Regions from separate parts of the Mus musculus genome. Here region 2 is linked to region 1. A link is a contact called in public HiChIP or PLAC-seq data. All regions are on one chromosome and are shown on one strand. The core of a region is the stretch at or near the end of the contact, and the rest is flanking DNA. Distances in the headings are between cores, read along the strand shown. Region 1 has its middle 130 kb from the start of Dtwd1. Region 2 overlaps Atp8b4 (ATPase, class I, type 8B, member 4).

Region 1 (6,282 bases), core at 2,383-4,882:
CGACCTCTCTGAACATCATTAGGTATTCTAACATGTGCTGTGGTCCTGACTCAAGCCAAAGCTGTGGCCAATGGAAAGAGCACTGAAAGATCACCTACTGACTCACGAATTAACATGGAGTAGAAGAGAAATCAGCAAGGGTTGGTCCGATTAGATTCCATGGCTGTTCAGGCTACATAGGCACTAATCACTGCTCAGCTAATAGGCACTAGAATGACTCCCAATATACAATTGGCAGGCATTTTTTCAGTGTAGCATTTGCTTCTCACATACCACCTTTCCCCACAGCAACCTTCACATTAGCAATGTAGCCTCCTGGAATGCAAATTTAGTTCTTTTCTGAAATGAACAAAAACTACTAGACACTTCTTAGTCAATAGCGTAATTAGTATGTGCTCTTAGCATAATAGGGACTTGAACAAGTGTGTACTGATATATATTCATGATTACAGCCTAATGAAGCTTATTTCTACTGATCTAAAATTCTGTGTTCTACCTATTCATCATTCACTCTACCTCCAAGTCTTGGCAACTGGTATTCTTTATTGTAAAAACAGTAGTAGGAGATGGGGGAGGAGAAGGAGGAACATTGCTTTGGTATCATGTAGTAGTTAAACGTGTAGGCTAGAATCAGATGCCACAGGTTTAACAATCCCTGAATTTGCCATTCATGCTACTTTTTAAAAAGTGTCTTAAGTAGTACGTAACCAACTGTTAACAGTGACATGGAAAATTAGGATTGGTCAAGGGATAGTTTTATTTCTCCTATATGAATTTGTAAAATACAGTGTGTCTTGCAGGCATATCTAACCTGCTGCCAAGGGCTACATACCCCAGAGAGCTACGAATGTGGCCCAGTACAAATTCATAACGTTCCATAAGACATCAAGAGGTGCCTTCGTAGACTGATGCATCATTTTCAGCCATGAAGTTTGCAGATGACAACAGTGTGTGTGGTGTCCGAAGGCTCCCATGCCTGCAAGTGGACATGGTATGATTAAAGACAGACTTCTGATAATTAGGAGAGAGCTAAAACAAAGGTCCTGAAAGTCCGCTTACCATTTCCTTGGGAGGATGAATGTACAAAGGGTTGCCCAGTTTGGCTGCTCCTTCTGCCTCTAGTCCTTTATGGTATGGATCTTTTTCATACACTGCGGCTTCTTTTTCTCCTTTTGATTTATTTCTTTTGGATAAATTCCATGAGTGGGATTACTGGTTAAAACAGTACAAACATCTTTTTGGCTTGTGATATATTTTTCCATCTTGCTTTCCAAAAACGTGCTTCGCTCCCCTCACACACACAGGGAGTCTCCCACCCCGTCCTTACCTGTTTCCTGTTGGAATCTTCTAGTTCCCCAGCACAGGCGTGTTTTGCTTCAGCTTTTACATCTGCTTGAGAACCATAGTGCCCTACAGACGGGCCTCTTAAACCCTTTTCACTTGTGCGTCATCTTTCAGGTGACCTTGCCTGTATAAATATTTAAAATGGGTGTATACTTACTGTTAGTAGATAATAAAGTCACTTGCAACAATTCATCCATCTACATACATATTTTACCATTTACTAAAGATTAAATAAAATTTACATACTAATAAGATGGGTGTGCTTGTTTATTTTTACATAAATAATCAAATTTTGGCCGAAAGTGTGGTATTTACTGCACGCAGAGCATCTCAGATGACTCTCTGCCTTACAACCTGTTGTGAATGTTGTATCACATAAATATATAATAAGAAAGGACAGAGAAGGATGGTTAGACCTGTTTCAGAGATTGCTAGAAGTTCTACCATAATTCTAAGTCTGAATTCACTTAGCATTTTACAGTAAAACTAAGTCAGCAGGGCTCAGTGGTTAAGAGCAAGGGCTGCTCTTCCGGAACACTCTCTCTTCCCAGCACTCACGTCATGTCTGAGACATACCTGCAGGCATAACCGAATTTATGTTAGAATCAAATTTCAAGTCAGCCACTCAAGCAGACATTTAAAAGATTTATTACATTTATTTATCTATGCACTTACTTATTATTTTTGTGTCTATATGCAAACCATGCACACGACACTATGCATGTGTGTAGGTCTGAGAGCATCTTGCAGGAGTCTGTTTTCTTTTCCCAGGATGTGAGCCCCTGGGAGCAGACACAGGTCGTTATGCTTGGTAGCAGAACTTCTACCCACTGGCCATCTCGCTGGCTTCCAGACAGCAGTTTTTAAGATCAACCATTCTAACACAGTACAATCCAAACAAAAACTAACTTAATACATTTTGAAGGATGGGAATAGGAAAATTATCGGGTCTTTGTTTTCCAGAATTGAGCTGGTTTTTTTTTCTCTTCTTGTAAGAGCAGAGGGCATTGTACACACATCAAAAGCAGTAAATCTATAAGACACAGCATATTGCAGCGAGGGTTGTGTGTTTCCCATAATGACTGTTGGTACTGTGTGGAGCTAGGGCCAGGTAGGGTAGAGTGCTCACTGTGAAGTTATGCATGCAACAAGGGTTAGTGTTTAAACCTGTTATATATTGGATTTTGAATTAGTTTTTGGTTGCTGCATATCCAGAAGCCATTTACCACAGCCAAACTTTTCTTGATTTCCACATTTAGTTATGAAATTCTATTTAAGGAACTATGACTTAGAAGGACTTTCTGCTTGTTAGTTTTCTGCTCTGGCTAGAATATGTGCATCTGGCAAGACAGGTGTGATTGGTATTCCCATTTTACAGATGAAAATACTGAGGCTCATAGAGATTGAGTTACCAGCTGATGGTGCCAAAATTGTCTTCATATCCTGTCCACATGTAGGCATGGTTCTCTCAGAGATGCCTTGAAGCCAAATAACTTGACTACTTAAAGAATCTACTTCTGCCATGGCCAGTTCACCCAATCTAAACTCTTTGACCCAACCCATGTCTATGCCATCACTGTTTATCTGCTGGTCTCCTCTTCTTTGCCTGGTTCTCAGGTTGTCAGTATAAAATACTCAAGTTTCATTTCTTCTTCTTTAACACGAAATGAGAGGCCATCATTAGCTCTCAACTCTAGCTAGACACTAGAAACTTAGTGACCCAAAGTGAAATATGGAGTCCATGCCCAGGATGTTGGATTCAAATGATCTGTAGTGTGGGTTTGGTTTCATAAACTTTATTATTCCAAGTTCATTGGAAACTTTCGGGGAGGGTGTAAAATTCATTGTGTCTTTCTGGGCAAGCAGTCTTCCTTCCCTTCCCTTCCCTTACCTTACCTTACCTTACCTTCCCTTCCCTTCCGTTCCCTTCCTTCCCTCTCCTTTACCTTCCCTTCCCTCTCCTTTCCTCTCCTTCTCTTCCCTCCCCCCTCCATTTCTCCTTCCTTCCTTCCTTCCTTCCTTCCTTCCTTCCTTCCTTCCTTCCTTCCTTCCTTCCTTCCTTCCCCCTCTTCTCCCTAATGGTAGAGCCTTTGGCTACCACCACCACTTGCAGTCATAACCTATCTGCCTTACTACCATTTTTTTTTCTGTCCCATGCTTTTCTTTAGCAAAACAAACTGGCTGATTGTCACACCAAATCACTTTCCTTGCTACAGCTGTGTGATTAAAGGGACCGCCTCCTCCTGGTGACTGTGCACGTCACGGCCCTTGTCTAGGGCTGACTTTTCTGATGACTGTGCACGTCACGGCCTGGCCTGTGTCTAGGGCTGACTCTTCTGATCTACCTCAGTCCTCATCTGCTTCATTCCAGTGGTTTTGCAATTTGCCCCGGAAGGTGGAAAATGATTTCCATGTGTGGTTAGGTGTAGCTAGCTCTGCTGGCAAAAGCCTGCTAGTTCCAGTTCATATCTTAACTCTCAGAGGTAGAAATGTGAAGAGGGTAACCTTGAAGGCAGCCTGAGCTTCAGTCAGGAGACCTGGGCTCAGCGGGGATGTACTCAGTGGTTGAGTGCTTGCCTGGCATGCACGGGACCTGCATGTGATCCTTAGCACCACGAAAGAGAGGAAAACCAAGCAACAACCCAGTTAAGAAAACTGACCTGCTAAGTCTATACTGGCAGTCATTCTAAGCTATATATATATATATATATATATATATATATATATATATATATATATATACATGTATATATGTATATATATATATATATATATATATATATATATATATATACATGTATATATGTATATAGTGATAGAGCTAGAGAGGTAGAAATATATTATATGATTGATATATATTAATCATATATATCATATACCTATCTCTATTTGTCTATCTATCATCTATCTATCTATCTATCTATCTATCTATCTATCTATCTATCTATCTATCTATTGAATGTTAAAGGTCACATATGGCTAAATCATAATGTTTATAGTGAGATGTGCATTTAATGGAAAATGTGTGTGTGAGAGAGAAAGCTATATTGGGAGAGGCCAGTGACTGAAGGAGGCATGAAGGAGAGAATCTGTTGCCTGATTAAAAACTATCTGTAAGGTATGGTCATGAAGTATGTCCTGGACATCACAAATACACACAGCTAAAAGGAAACGGGCAATTTCTCCCTATTCATTGCCTCATAAATATTTGTTATATGACTGAATAGGAGATGCCACTAGTTATGATACTGCCACACTGTCCAAATCCTTTCCAACAATCCTCTTTTAGAACTGCCTGCAGAGCCAACCCATGAGTCAGAAAGAAAATGGGCCCTGTTCCTCTACTCTCTACTTGTTTTTTTTTACCAAAAAAGGCAATGCCCAATTTCATTGCCTACTGTGTTCATTAGCTTTAGTGCCAAATGATCTTTAGCGATGGGCTGTCCTTTTCCCCAAGTTTATTCTACCCTGAGGACGAAGATGCTGCTACTAAGAATATACACAAAATGTGTTATGGATTCCTGAGGTAATTTCAGAATAAAAGTTCCCTGAATAGTACCCATGCCTAGGAAATTTCAAATGCTGAGCATAGGGTGTTATCTGCAAGAAGGGCATCTTAATTTGAAGTTGATGAAAGTTGGGTGCAGGCTTTAATCTTGTGTATTTTTCTCATTAAAGAGTTTATTGTTTTCAAAGGCATTTATGGCAAACCAAGGATGATAAACCCATTTTAAAGTATTTGACAGGTGTCCAGACTCTTAGATAGGAGTGCTATATTGCTATAATAAAAGTAATATTTAAGCCATAGAAATGTGCCACATTGCACATAGTAAGGTAATGATGTTCTTCTATTCTTATAACACTTGTCACTACAACCACAGGGGATGGGTTTGGATGAAACAGTGTTCCCTTCCCTGTTCCTGTCTTCCCTCCTGCATGTGTTCGCAGAACAGGTGCTGCAGTCTTTCTATGCAGTGTGGCCCTGGAGCAAACACGACTTTTTGTCTTTGAAGAAGATTGGACTGTCAGAGTTGATGCTGTGACCTCTTAGTTAGAATATTTTGGTGACATATTCCATCCAGCACAGTGCATTAACTATAGCAACAACAGTGGACCTACCATTTGAAAGTACCAAGGAGTTGGCTTTCTATTGTTTTAGAAGCATTTGGTTTAAATGGTAAGAGTCAAAAAAAATCCTACAAGCTTCAAGGGATATTCTTTTACCATTTTTGGTTTTTTGTTTGGGAGGGTCTTTTTTATGCAGCAGTATGCTAGAAAACCAGTTCTTGGAGGCAGGGGAAGGGAGCAAACCTTGATTTGAATCATTTGCCCTCTATGGTATGAATTCTCCCATCTGGCAAATTTTAAGTTCCCAGTGTGAGAGAGCTAAACACATATGGAAACAGATGCACAGAAATGTGCTCTCCTGGCTTAGTGTGAGTGGACTGTAGGATGCTGATGGTGAGCAGGCTGTGGGATGCTGATGGTGAGTGAGTGGGCTGTAGGATGCTGATGGTGAGTGAGTGGGCTGTGGGATGCTGATGGTGAGCGGGCTGTGGGATGCTGATGGTGAGTGAGTGGGCTGTGGGATGCTGATGGTGAGCAAGTAGGCTGTGGGATGCTGATGCTGGGTACCCTAGGTGTGTGTATATGGAGGGCGACCCTGGGGAAGAGCTGCCAGAAGGAAGTCCATTTAACAACCCCACCCTCTGGAAGAAACAATCTGAATTAGAAAGGCATTCTATTGAAGGTTATTGGAAGAAATTGGAAAACATAGTTTCAAATGCAGTCTCCAAGCCCTTTGATAAAATTCATCTGTGTCTGAGACCCAGTCCATTAAGAATTTCTTTCTTCTTTTTCTCATCTCTAATCACCTCACCTCTCCATTTTTTTTATTTTATTTTTGAGATTATAATATAATTACATCATTTCTTTCCT
Region 2 (6,227 bases), core at 635-3,134, 150 kb before region 1:
TGTGTGTATGCATGTGTGTGTGCACACATATGAATGCAGGTGTGCTTGGCTATGCTGGTGGATGCGCTGGAGACACGGAGGAGACACCAAGTGTCCTCTTCTATTCTTCTCTTTCTTCCCTTGAGACACGGTCTTTCACTGGACCCGAGCCTGCCGTCGTTCAGCGAGGCTGCTGGTGTGCACGTCTCAGTGGTCTGCAGCATTGGGACTACAGGGTACTTGGTCCGACCTGGATTCATGGCTGCTAGAGATCTGAACTCAGGTCCTCATGGTTGCAATGCCAGAATTCCTAGGCACTGTTCTTAGACTCTTGTTTTATTTTCAATCATTTTTTTAATTGAAAAATTTGATCACAAAAGCCAAGCAAAACAAAATGATATAACCAGTGCTTAGTGAATGATTTTTCAACATACCCTTGCTTGGTCTGAAATTTTAAAGTTTGAGTTAGTATGTTATCTGTAATCACACCCCCTTTCACTTATGACTTCATTGTGAGCTTTGACCCATGATACACTAGTTTTTAGAATTGGTATGTTGTTCTGAGAGTAAGGATAATGTGCATGACAGCCAAGACGAAGAGCTCTGCAGTCTAGAAAGTCCTGGGAGCTCCCAAAGCGATGCTCACAATCGCCCCACAAATGCATCTTTCCCTCTGTTATGGCTCTGGTATCCCAGCACTCACACACCTGGATGTTCTGAACAGCAGCAGACAAAACAGACATACCGAGCAAAGCATGTCTGAGAAACATTTCTGTTTCTCACAGATGTCATCCTAGAACCCAGGGGCCACCACAGCAGAGTACTAGTCTTGATCAGGGCGGTGGCATTTTTCTAGTCCCACAACTTAATCCTGGAGCATTTTCAAGGATGATGCCAACACTCTAGTCTCAGGCTCTTCAAGTGGGTTGTTGACACTCACCATGACCTCTGATGGCCTCTGCTGGATATAGGGGAGTCCCTTTCCCTTTTCCCTCACAGATTTGCATAGGCAATGAATTGATTAAGTTATGAGAGTGTTTTTTATAAGTTCTTAAGAAATTTCATGGCTGTGGATTGATACTATTCCTCAGTGTTTTCTTTTCTTCTTTAACTTAACGAACATTTACACCCAATGAACCCTGGAGACAATGTATTTGGCTCTGAGGCCTCAAAGATATCCAGTAGATTATTCTCAAGTTTCTTCGGATGGGAATACTGCCTTTAAGCTTCCACTGGGTATCTGCTCGGGTTTTTCTCTTGCCCAGGAAGGCTGGGGGAAAGGTGTTTGTGTTGGAGCATGCTGCATGCTGCTTCCTATGTGGAGTCATAGCTGAATCCTTCCACCAATAACTGATAAAAGAAAAGACTAGGGGATAATGGAAGGTGGCGTTGGCCTGGTCCAGCTAGGCATCTGGACAATCACACTTTCTCTCCCTGTTGTATGTCTCTGCTATGGCCTCTCGGTAGTTTGCTCACACTACTAGCCCACCACCTCTGACAAAAGCTTGACCAAGGACTAGCAAGGCTATTGCTATAATTCTTTGCCCGTTCCCTTTCAGGATTATTGCAGAGTGCCTTAGAAAGTCTAACTCTAACTGTGTGCTAGATGCCTTTCACAACTTACTCTGCTGGATGGACACCATCAATCTTGTTCTCCCACACACACTCTTTAATGATAACTAAAAAAAGCCTCCAAGGAAGATGTTAGCAGTAGGGAAGAGAAGAGGGTGTGAGTGAGGAGAGGAATGGTCAGCGATATCAAAGGTGACATGAGAGGGTTTAGGAAGAGGTAGGAGGGTAGGTTTCCAGGGAGACAGAGTAGGGAAAGTTAGACAGGAGGGTTAAGGTACTCCCGTGTTCCAGTCTAAGTTGGGTGAGTGCTGGTTAAGAGACCTTAGCCACTAGGTGGCAGTGGAACCTTAGTCGCTTGTCTGAGGTTGAGGTGGCTCTGCCCCTGGTTTACTGCAGAGGAAGCATTAAACACAGCCAGATTCAATATTGAACAGTGACATTGCATTACCATCTACACAGAGCTCTGAGGAAAAGCTACACCAGATACCAACAGGCATCTTTATCCATGCACCATAAAGAGTTCTAATTATGCATTATTACAATAAGGAATTTTAGCTTGTGTTTAAAGTTATCTTTCTATCCTTAAGATGATAGCCGTAGCTCCAAAGGGCATTCACCTTTACCGCTAGCATGCCGTCTGCCAGGACATGGTGAAACTGGAACATATGACCGGAGATCAAGGCGAATCTACCCCCCAGCACAGATTCTTTTTTTTTTTTTGGGTCAGGATTAGGTGAGCGTTAGTGTAAGAGTGGGCCCCAGATGGACATATTCTCTGAGGGGGTTTGCATGGAACACACCGAGGGGCTCACAAAGCAGTTTCTGCCTTGACTGGCTTCTGTGGTGATTCCTTCAGAGCTGAGAGAGTCACCAGGATGCAGGGGCGTTTGTTCCTCTGGGAGCTATCATGGAGCCTTCATTTAAACAACTCTCATTGTCCCCCCCGCCCCCCGTTTTTGATAATTTAAACAACCCAGACAATTAACTGAGTGGGTTGATTTTGAACTTAAAATCTAAGACTTGAAGATAAAGCCATTATAATGTCTTTCTAAATAAAAGATTTTAGAGACTTGGACTGTCAACCTTTCAGATACACGTAGAGGTTTGTTAGGCTAAAGTTTCATAAGTTGCTGAAACTTAGGTCAGTTCTTTTTAGATGAATCCTCCAGAATTACATTTATTTTTAAATAAGAATTTTAATTTGAGAAAAAAACAAAACCAGCCAGAATTCTAAAAGTGAACTGTGATGTATTTTCTTCCTCCCCCTTTTGACATCTTTAGATGTTTTATTCAGTAAAATGTAGCAGAATTTTGGATCTTATTTTAGTATTTTTTGGAGTCTAACTGGGACATATTACCTTCAAAACTTGGTTTTATAGCACTGGTCACCACTGCTCTTTTTTTGTTTTGTTTTGTTTTCCCAATATAACATTTCTATTGATTCCCTGGAAATTTCACATCACGCACACTGATCAAACTCATTTCTCAGTCCTTCCACCCTTATGATCTCCCTTCAGGGAGGTAAAATAAAAAAAGTAAAAATAAAAATGAATAGAACCCCCTTAAGCCCAATTTGCGTTATCTGTGAACTCACTGGAGCATGGTCAAACTGTGACACCTGCCTCTCAAATAGGACTGAGCCCTTCCCGGCCGCACTCACGCCAGCCGTCAGCTGTGGAGAGTTATGCTTCAATGTCACCATCCACTTGCAAGAGTTCATTTTGGTGGCTTCCTGTCTAGGAGATGGCTCAGTCATTAAAGCCTAGGCTCACAACCAAAACTGGGTTGAAGTCTTTTCTAAAGCGTCATTTTCCAGAGCACCCTCTGCGCTCTTTGAGTGGGCCCCACTTTCTCTTGTCTCTCTCGTGTTTTACTCTTTCCCATTGCTGTGTGGGCCCCGCTTTCTCTCGTGTTTTACTCTTCCATCGCTTCCTCATCTCTTCGCCTTGCGTCCATGTTGCTCTTGTTTACTTTCATTTCTTCTTTTCTTTGGTTTTCCTTCTGTTTTATCCGCGCGTTCTCACCCTCTTGACTCCTTTCCTGCTTTAAGCGGCTCAGACACCAGCACACAAGGAGGGTTAATTCGCTCATTTATTGGAAAATGATCTCTGTTTTTCATAAGAAATTATTAAATCCAGAAAAATAGAATTCATATATGACTTTCGAAACTGGCAACCCAGATCACTAGTAGTTTGCACGTTGCCAGGAGACCTGCTCATACCCTGATGGTCCCAAAGCATGGGCACACAGAGTGGGAGGTGGTGCCTCCCTCCTCAGTGTTGCCAGGGCTATGAAGGAGGGGTGATGCATGGAGGAGAGGTTTCAACAACCCTGATTCTTACCTGTCCCTCTGTATTGGTTTCTCAACCAGGCTGACCTGCTGCTCCTGTCGAGCAGTGAGCCACACGGTCTCTGTTATGTTGAAACAGCTGAGCTTGACGGGTAAGTACTAAACCAGAGCGGCTGCTTAGGCTGTTTAACCTAAACGTCCTGAGCGACCAGAGGTGCATCTTCTGCATTTCCTTGTAAAACATAGAAGTCTACGTTGTAAAGTCCTTTGTTGTTTACTTGGCAGTAATTCTGAATTTTCCTCCTGAATTTATTTGGAAAACCCTGACTTGTCTCTTCAGCGTATTTTCTTTCAGAAACGCTCGGCTCAGTATGTGAACATGAATAATTTTACACCAGTACACTGCGGTGATGTTCCTTTTGGGGATTTTGTTTGTTTAAATTTAATTTTCTAAGGAAAATGAGAGAGTGGGAGTAAAGGCTACTGAGAAGAAAGATGGAGACTGTTTCAAAAGGCAACAAACACACACACACACACACACACACACACGCGCGCGCGCGCGCGCGCACACACCCCTCAGAGAGATGACTATGATGCTGCTTTGACACTGGCTTTGAGAGTCCAGCCACCAACCTCTTAGCTGTTCTGTTTTAGAGGATCCCATTATCTGGCTGACACCATTGACTGCTCACACTGTATAGGCACCATCTACCTGTATGCACACAGCTCACACTGTATAGGCACAGTCTATCTGTATGTGCACAGCTCACGCTGTATAGGCACAGTCTATCTGTATGTGCACAGCTCACACTGTATAGGCACCTTCTATCTGTATGTGCACAGCTCACATTGTGTAGATACCATTTATCTGTTTATGTGCAACTCAGGTGATTCGTTATGCAGTCCTGATGTAGGTACTGTGTGAGACCTACATACAGACCATGAAGCCAAGGCTCAGACAGATAGGTAACTTCCTCAAGTTGATAAAGAATAAAGGCAGGACTCAACTGGGCAACATAGAGCACACAGTTTTATCAAGTGTTTCCCAAGTTGTTGCCATGTGGAGATACTGGAGTAGCTCATCTTGTAAAACCCAGGTTTGGGAAGGACAGGTTTAGACACAGATAAAGCAGTGTTAAGAGGAAAAGCAGCAGCACTGAAACCATTCATACACTTGAAAAGAGAGCTAGCCTCAAATCAATTGTCCACTCTCTCTTGAGAACCTAGAAAATAGCAAAATAAATTAAATGCAAGCAAGAGCAAAATTCTACAAACCTGACACAAACTCGGCCAAGTAAAACAGTAGAACATGGTTGATCCTTTGAAAACATCAATTAATCTGCAAACCTCAAGCAAGGCAGACAGAGAGAAGGAAGGGAAGAGACAGATGAGCGATATCATTAACAAATGGGGAGTCAACAATATACCCCCCAAAATGCCAGCTGGATCATGAGAAATTGCTATAATCAGCTGAACACACGTACATTTGACAACATAGATGAAATGGACCATTCCTCAAAAAATACAGACCATGCACTCACTATGAAACAAATTACTAAAATAGCTTTATAGCTAGTAAGGAAATTAAATTCATATGTAAGAAGTGAAACTAAACATTTTAGGCAAAAAAGGGAGAAAGACTTTGAGGTTTGGGCTACTCAAAGAATTGTTAGATCTGACATAAGAAGAGTTAGTATAGAGAGTGGGGACTTAGCTCAGTGGTAGAGTGCTCGCTTAAGCAGCAAGTACAAGGTTGGTTTCTCTAGAGATAAGGGGCAGGGAGGAAGGAGGGGGGGGGGGACACTGGATATCATCAAATTATCTTTTTAATTAGTGAAAAGCCCTAAGAGGAAATAGTAATGAGTTACTAACATGTAGAAACTATTTGCAAGGTATCTACCTGAATCACCATGACTATATACAGATGCTTTACAAAGTTAAAAAAAAAAAACAAAAAACCAATCCTGTTAGGAAATAGGCATTTTGTAACACTTCAATAAACATTTGACCAAGAGGACACACAGTGGGCAAACAAGCACATGAAAAGTTACCCAATATCATTAGTGACATAAAAATGAATACCACAATGCTCTGTTACCACAGATCTGTCAGATCCATGAGCACCAGCAACAGTGACATTTCCCAAGCTGGCAGAGATTTGTCTGGGAGGAGTCGCTCTCATGTTACCGGAGGGAACATAAAGTGCGATGCTCATTCTGGAAAAATAATTTGTTGGTTTCTTAAAAAAAAAAAAAAAAAAAAAACAGACATAAAAGTACCACACAACTCAGCAATTTCAAACTAGCAAACCGGACTTCTTTCTATTCAGAGAAATGAAAACTTAACATTTCCATAAGCTGTATAGTGAATACTTACGGCACATGCT

The links. HiChIP or PLAC-seq counts read pairs in DNA pulled down with a chosen protein or histone mark.
Region 2: a CTCF HiChIP or PLAC-seq map of the NIH/3T3 cell line shows a contact between it and region 1, with 9 read pairs. The contact joins two enhancer-like sites. A contact is called at or near these places in 1 of 15 datasets of contacts at CTCF or cohesin (the NIH/3T3 cell line) and 1 of 484 Hi-C or Micro-C datasets (nephron progenitors).

The regions. Positions count from the first base shown.
Region 1 is chr2:126,281,646-126,287,927 of GRCm38.p6, reverse strand. No RefSeq gene overlaps it. Among named protein-coding and RNA genes, the nearest start is that of Dtwd1, 130 kb to the right of the region's middle. Within about 2 kb of position 3,632, at least 21 of the 459 cell types and tissues checked have an H3K27ac peak or open chromatin away from gene starts, as enhancers often do. A contact at or near this core is called in the NIH/3T3 cell line, where this site is marked.
Region 2 is chr2:126,425,123-126,431,349 of GRCm38.p6, reverse strand. Atp8b4 (ATPase, class I, type 8B, member 4) reads left to right here. Exons shown (of 28, transcript NM_001080944.3): 8 at 3,923-3,993. Among named protein-coding and RNA genes, the nearest start is that of Atp8b4, 63 kb to the left of the region's middle. Within about 2 kb of position 1,884, at least 18 of the 459 cell types and tissues checked have an H3K27ac peak or open chromatin away from gene starts, as enhancers often do. A contact at or near this core is called in the NIH/3T3 cell line, where this site is marked.